2 separate regions of the Zea mays genome follow, and region 1 is linked to region 2. Evidence: chromatin contacts called from public Hi-C data. All regions are on one chromosome and are shown on one strand. The core of a region is the stretch at or near the end of the contact, and the rest is flanking DNA. Distances in the headings are between cores, read along the strand shown.

What was found. A called contact is a pair of places that touch in the nucleus more often than the background predicts.
Region 1: a contact with region 2 is called in a Hi-C map of leaf, with 3 times the contacts expected there. The contact joins the promoter of LOC100304210 here to the promoter of LOC100274309 in region 2. A contact is called at or near these places in 5 of 25 Hi-C or Micro-C datasets (ear, leaf, tassel and 1 more).

Annotation. Positions count from the first base shown.
Region 1 is chr1:236,390,505-236,394,330 of Zm-B73-REFERENCE-NAM-5.0, forward strand. LOC100304210 reads right to left here and starts at 1,394. Exons shown (of 4, transcript NM_001165660.1): 1 at 1,173-1,394; 2 at 1-1,058. The coding sequence starts at 987.
Region 2 is chr1:236,019,818-236,023,418 of Zm-B73-REFERENCE-NAM-5.0, forward strand. LOC100274309 (Double-stranded RNA-binding protein 2) reads left to right here and starts at 1,783. Exons shown (of 3, transcript NM_001148672.1): 1 at 1,783-2,114. The coding sequence starts at 1,869.

The sequences.
Region 1 (3,826 bases), core at 144-2,643, 370 kb after region 2:
CCAACTGATCCTTGACGAATCCTCTGTCTCAAATGCCATCTTGAACCTCATCCCCGGGCACCACTGGTTCCTCATCGCGTTCTGTACCGATGCAGCCTTCACAACAAACTCCGGTGTGCTAGCTCTCGGGTAGTACACAACTTCAAATGGTTGTCCGCTCGCTGCTAGACTTGCGGCGTTGACAACATCCGTGATCTTCACCTTCCCCCTACCTCTCATGTACCCACCATGACTCTTCATCATCTTACCCTCCTCATCCTTCAAGAATGCCGACAAGGCCCCATACCCCGGGGCGTTCCACCCAGACATGCACTCCATGCCACCACAGGACACCCGCTTGACACGCCGTATCCCGACGCACAGCTCGCCATGCTCAGTGCGCAGGAAGACGATGGAGTCCCCGGCGACGAGCTTCTTCTGGTTGACGAACGTGCTCCATCCCGTGGTGAGCAAATGCCGGCGCGGCGTGCCCCGGTAAATGTGGCGGAACTTCCAGACCTCCCCGTGCACGTCCTTGGCAAGCACCGTCTGCACCGGCGGGTCGGCCCGGTAGTCGAGCTTGGGGAAGATGGTCTCGGCGCAGTAGCGCGGCACCGAGAAGCCGCCACCGTTGTTGGCGTCGGACTGCGTCAGCGTCTTGGCGAAGGAAGAAAGCTTCTCCCGGGCGTCCGCGGGGTCGACGCTGAACTCATCGGGCTCTCGGAACTCCACCTCGCCGGGCGCGACCGGCACCAGGCGGATCTTGGCGAAGACCTCGTCGGTCTCCGGATCGGCCAGGAAGCGCACCCCGGTGACGCTGCAGAGCACGAGCGACGGGAGCGCTCGCGCCCCGGCGAGGTCCGCGGCCCCGCCGCCATGCGCGTGCTCCGCGTGACCCTGCGGGAAGTAGTAGACACGGGAGCGCACGGGCGGCATCTGCACCATGCCGCCAGCGCACGCGTGCCACAGCTGCGGGTCAAGGCACCTTTCCTCGGCCACCTCCTTCATGGCCTACTCCTCCTCCTCTTCGTCGTCTTCCTCCACCGCTACCAAATGCGGTCACTGTCCAGCAGAGCAACCTGCCACGTTCCCCGTTATTCACACGAATCCAAGTACCAAACCACCCTACGCAACCCACGAAACGAAACGAAAAGCAAGCAATTGGAACGGAACGGCGACAGCAGCAGCGATACCTCCTCCGTGAACGCCCATGTGTTCCAACTGGCAGATCATGGGGCGGCGGAACCGCTACTCCGGGAGAGACGTTGGCACCGGGCAAAGCAGAGCAGAAACCTACATCAGGGCCGGCATCGGCCGAGGCAACGATTCTCTCCGAGAACACCCCAAGCCTGCTTCGGTTGCTCGAGCCCAGGAGACGAAATCTAGACGGCGGCGAGGTGGGGAGAAGTTGACGGTGGTGGCGCGCGCTGCTACAGCGGCACACACAGTGGGTTGGAATTATGAGGTGGGAGGCCTCGGACACCTCTCCTTGTTGCGTGGGGGATCTTTAACAATTTGTCATCGATAAGATGGACACCTTTTGGTTAGCTAGTTTTAACACATACACTATATAATATAATTTCTTAAAAAATAACTGGTATATAAATTTTTATCAACTTATCGATCTTTCAAATCTCTAGAGCTAATTATTAGTTAACTAACAAGAAATTAACTAAATTAGTTGGGATGTTTTAAACCTGTTGGGACTATGCTTCGTCGCCGAAGGTCTTGTAGGAAGAAGCGGTTTTCGGCTGAAGCTGTTTGTATGGGATGGCCGAAGGTTCCTCCTCATGAAGCTTCGGTATTACAAACCGACTTAAAGATAGAATGACCTTTTAGTCCATAAGGGTCTGAGTCAATGTTGTAAACTTTTATGAGGGGCATAATTGTAATTCTTCACAGACTGTGTCCTGTGTCTATAAATAGTAAACAGTATTCCTTTACTGTTCACGGATTCTGATAATTGCAATCGCATCATTCGGGAACCAATCTTTGCCAAGGCAGAGGTATAACTGTATTCAATGATTCAATATATTATAATATAATTCGTTTATGATTCATTTACCTTCGATACCCTTTATTTTATGTTATCTTATACAATCTATTAAAATTCAATTACGAAGACTTAACCTTCGTAATCATATTCTCATTAACCTTTGTCCAAGGTTCATTATCCTCAAGGGAATAATGCTTCATGGACGAAGGACGTTAACATTTAACATTTTATGTTGCCTTGTTCTTAATTCATAGCATTTGAGAACAAGTCCCCAACATTGGCGCCCACCTCCGGTGAACTCACTTCCACTTTTTTGAGCTGATGGCTTCGTTCAACGATCAAGCTGGAGCTGCTTCGGCTCCGAAGCTGCTACTCCCAATAACAGGCGGTTCATGTTCAGAGCCAGCCAACAAGAAGCAGAAGAAGGAAGCACAGAGAAGGGTACAGCATGTTGGGGTGCAAGGACCCTTCATCAAGTCAAGATGGTCTCACATTCTTATTACCTTCTCCCAAGAGGACCTTCAACTCAAGGATTACCCACACAACGATGCCATGGTTATCTCTTGTGTTATCAAAGGATTTCTGGTCCACAATGTCTTGGTTGATACAGGCAGTGCAGCTGATATCATATTTGCTAAGGCCTTTAGGCAAATGCAAGAGCCAGAAGATAAGATTAATGATGCTACACACCCTCTCTGTGGCTTCGGAGGAAGACAGATTGTAGCACTGGGCAAGATCACCATGCCAGTGACCTTCGGATTCATCAACAACACTAGAACTGAGCAAGTTGTGTTTGACATTGTTGACATGGAGTACCCTTACAATGCAATTATTGGTCGTGGCACCCTCAATGCTTTCGAAGCAATTCTTCATCCTGCTTATCTTTGCATGAAGATACCTTCGGATCAAGGACCCATCGCTATTCATGGAAGTCAGGAAGCTGCCAGAAGGGCCGAAGGAAACTGGACTGACTCAAAAGCAATCCATAACATAGATGGAGCTGAAGCTTGTGAACAGTACAAATTCAGAAGGGAGAAAGCAGCTTCAGCAGATCAGCCGAAGCCCATGCTATTATGTGAGGACATAGCAGAGCAGAAGGTGCTGTTGGGCTCTCAATTATCCGAAGAACAGGAGAAAACCTTGATAAGGTTTTTGTTCAACAACAAAGATGTTTTTGCATGGTCAGCCAATGATCTCTGCGGAGTTAATAGGGATGTTATTGAACACTCTCTCAATGTTGACCCATCCTTCAGAACCAGAAAGCAGAGGCTTCGGAAAATGTCTGATGATAAGGCCGAAGGTGCTCGTAATGAAGTCAAAAGACTCCTCAGCGCAGGAGTTATCAGAGAAGTAAAGTACCCAGAATGGCTAGCTAATACTGTTATGGTAAAAAAGGCCAATGGCAAATGGCGAATGTGTATCGATTTTACAGATCTTAACAAGGCTTGTCCGAAAGATGAATTCACATTGCCAAGGATAGACTCCTTAGTTGATGCAGCAGCTTCGTCAGAACTTATGAGTCTTCTCGATTGTTATTCAGGCTATCATCAAATTTGGATGAAGAAGGAGGATGAGCCCAAAACCAGTTTCATAACCCCTAGTGGAACATATTGTTACCTTCGGATGACTGAGGGGCTCAAGAATGCTGGAGGAAGTTTCAGTAGAATGACTGCGAAGGTTCTCCAGTCTCAGATAGGTAGAAATGTGCTAACTTATGTTGATGATATCATTGTAAAAAGCACGAAGTAGGAAAATCACATTACTGATTTGCAAGAGACCTTCGCCAGTTTTAGGCAAGCTGGCCTAAAGTTGAATCCAGAAAAATGTGTTTTCGGAGTCAAGAAGGGGAAA
Region 2 (3,601 bases), core at 533-3,032:
CAAGAATGTAAAGTAACTGATGAATAGATTAATTTGATCAATTGGATGATGTCTCAATCTGTCGTACCCCTCGTATATGTAAGAATGGAGGTCTGAACCCGTTACTAAGAGCTTTTCAATAGATTTTCGAGCGATTAATCAGATACACACGTACGGGATAAGAACTCTCATCTGAATTAATCTAATAACGGATCGTCTGGGCTATTCTCGTGGATTGTCCGAGACACAAATCGTGCAGACCACATGACCAGACCGTACGACCATACCCAATTGCCAAATCTCGTGCTCAACACATGTGCTTTATGGTATCTCGAAATGTAAAGTAGCATATCTGTTTGTCTTCAGGATTGTTTTCATCTCCTTCTCTTTTCTAATATTAAACACTTGATCAACCTAATAACCATCATCATCATTTCTACATATTACTTAAAATAAACCACGAAATGTTCGTGGCTCGCTGGCTCGCTCGGTTTATGATCAGGTCGGTTCGGATCGACTCGTTTAAATTTTTTTACGAGCTGAGCTGACATCCTAGCTCAGCTCGTTAACGAGCCAGCTCGCGAGCTAAACGAGCTACCATATTCCAACAAAATAAAACTATATGCATATCATTTACAGAATAATTGATGAACATGTTATATATATGTGAGGTGTCTATGGCCTATGAATTAAACTAATGGTTAATGAACTATGTCTATGTGTTAATTTGGTCTATGCAAATATAATTATGGGTTAAACTGATGAACATGTATGTGAATTGTGAATTAATGAGTGATGAATTGTGCTAATTTGATGTTATATTGACGTGGTTTGTGAAACTATGAGTATAATTAATATTTTCTATTGTTAAATTAGTTTTAAATTAACTAAAAATAATTATTATGTACATTTTATTTTTTTCTGCTCTAGATCGCGAGCTAAACGAGTCAGTTCGAGCTCGTAAACGAGCCGAACCGAACTGACTCTGTGGCTCGTTACTTTAACGAGCCGAGCCGAGCTAGCTCGTTAGCTTAACGAGCCAGCTCGAACTCGTAACGGAGGTGGCTCGCCTAGGTGTAGCGGTGGGCGGCAGCGGACCAGCGGCGCCGTCTCGGCGCACCGGCGGCTGCGCAACCTATGTGAGCAAGTGACGACGCAACCTATCTGCAAGTCTGGATGTGAGGCAGTCAGGCAGATGATGTGTGGCGGCGCTTGGCGTTTTGGCGAGTATGAGCGAGCGGACCGCGTGGAGACTGGGGAGGGCGTGTTGTGGTGGCGTGGCGATGAAAACCAGACAAACGAGGCGTGAGGCGAGACGCAGATTGCAAGGGATCAACGTGACGCCGACCTCGTTCAATGGCGTTGAACAGCAGACTTTGGTCAAACAGGAAAAACAAAGTAAAAAAATCGATCCGGTTTTGGAACCAATCGATCGGGTTTTGGTTTCTGAAAACTAAAGTTTTAGGGAACCCAAAACCGAACCAAAATATTGGGTTAAACAATTGCCCAATTCATCGGTTTCTAACCTAAGAATTTTATGAAAACTATACGATTTTTTTTTAAAAAAATACAGAATCGCACTAGGTGCTAGTACATAAATAAAGAAAAAGAAAATCCGAACACACGAAGGAGCGTGCCTGGTGCTGGGACCCCAGCTGTCATCCGCCTGGCTAGTAACCGTAGGCAGGCAGTAGCATTAAAATCTTCCAAAAAATGGAACAGAAAAAGAAAATATAAACAGCCCCCCTCCCGTTCCACCCGCAACACTTCGCACTCTTCTCCCCCTCTTCTCTTCTCGTAGACGGCAGATCTCCAGGGGTGTCGCCGTCTCCGGCCACGGCGGCCGGCGCTCGGAGCATCGGTGGGGTTCGGTGCGGAGGTGGGCGGCCATGTACAAGAACCAGCTGCAGGAGCTGGCGCAGCGGAGCTGCTTCAACCTGCCGTCTTACACGTGCCTGCGGGAGGGGCCCGACCATGCGCCGCGGTTCAAGGCGGCGGTGAACTTCAACGGGGAGCAGTTCGAGAGCCCCGGCTTCTTCAGCACGCTCCGCCAGGCTGAGCACGCCGCCGCGGAGGTCGCGCTCGCCGCGCTCGCGCGGCGCGGCCCGTCCTACTCGCTCGCCGCCCGCATCCTGGTAAGCCGCGCGCGCGGGCGCCTCTTGCCCCCTATCCTTCCTCCTCCGCGTGCCCCTCGCTTTTGCGCGAGTAGTTTCCCCTGGCGTGGTATTTTTTTTAGTTCTATTTCTCGGGGTGCTTGTTTCAAACGCTTCTCGACGGTGGAATTTGGGGATATGCGGGTGCTTCTCGTCCGGGTTTAGTTGATCGTCTGTAGATCGCTCGAACCATCTGCTCCTGCAGTTCGTCACGGAGTTCTCGTGGGCTATTGATTATGCAGGGCGAGTCGTCCGCGTTTGCTCGGTTTAAAAAAAATGGCGTCTAGTTTGGCTGTTTAGTTCGCACCTCCTGTTCCAGCGCCGCGGCATGTACGTTCGAATCGTACATAATGTTGGCGATTTTGGAGAGATTTAGCAACACATCACCCGTTGCGTTTGAATCGTTCTAGTGGTATAATCTGTTTTCTTGTTTTTTTCTTTTTTTCTAAAAGAACGAGTTGTGAAGTCATAACTTTAAGAATCTGCTTGGATTGGGTTGGAGCTCGTGAGCAGCATGAATTGCAGGGGATAATTGGTACGGAAAGCTGTAACTCTTTTCGTGCAAAAAATTCCCGGTGCCTTTTCTTTTTTTTGTTAGTTTTAAAAGAGAGGATTCTTTTGATTCAAGAAAAAAAGGTTGCAATACTCGAGCCCGCTTATTTTTTCAGCCATCGGGTTAAAAAAAACTCTTCCTCATCTTTTATGACCAAAATACAATCATGTCGTTCTCTTGCCACTGTGATTTCATTTTTTTATTATAAGTGGGCGCGGATTAGTTAATGAACAGAGCTTAGTTCCCACTCTACGCGATGGATGTACTAAACGCAATCAAGCCTCTTAACTTGTTCGTACCCTGCGCCGGCCATTAACCCGCCACTATTCTTTAATCTCTCTCTCGCGCCGTAACGGTGACGTTGCTTCTGATAAACAAACCCGGCATTGACTGACAAATTAGGAGTTTCTTACAGCTTCGGTATTACCGCTAGGGTTCCGTCCGTCCCCGCACCGATATTGGTGGTAGACTGCGAAAGTCTTCGTGCCATTAATTGGTAAACCCCGATTAGCCAAACCTGTCCATTATTAATGGGCGCATTAATTGGTATACTTTAAAGAGTAGTATCCGCGTACACTTGACTTGGAAGCCGAGTTGCAAATGGAGGGTACGCTGTACGCAGTACAGACGGGGTTTTGAATTGAACGGGATTAACCAGCGCGTGGAACTGTCAGTGTGAAACGGTGGGGAAAGGGGGATTTGGTTTCGGTCTTTATAGTGCCTGATATTAATGCGAGTGGGTGGGGGGAATTGAATCGGAGGCCGCCCGCACCTAACCGGGGCATCGCAGGTCAATGCCGGTGGGCCCGAGTGGTTTAGTGGCAGGCAGCCCCCCCTCAGAGCCCACCATGGGGCAAGGGCAGAGAAGGGGTGGTGGTGGTGGCGTTGTTGCGCCTATGCGTGGTGTCTTTTCTCG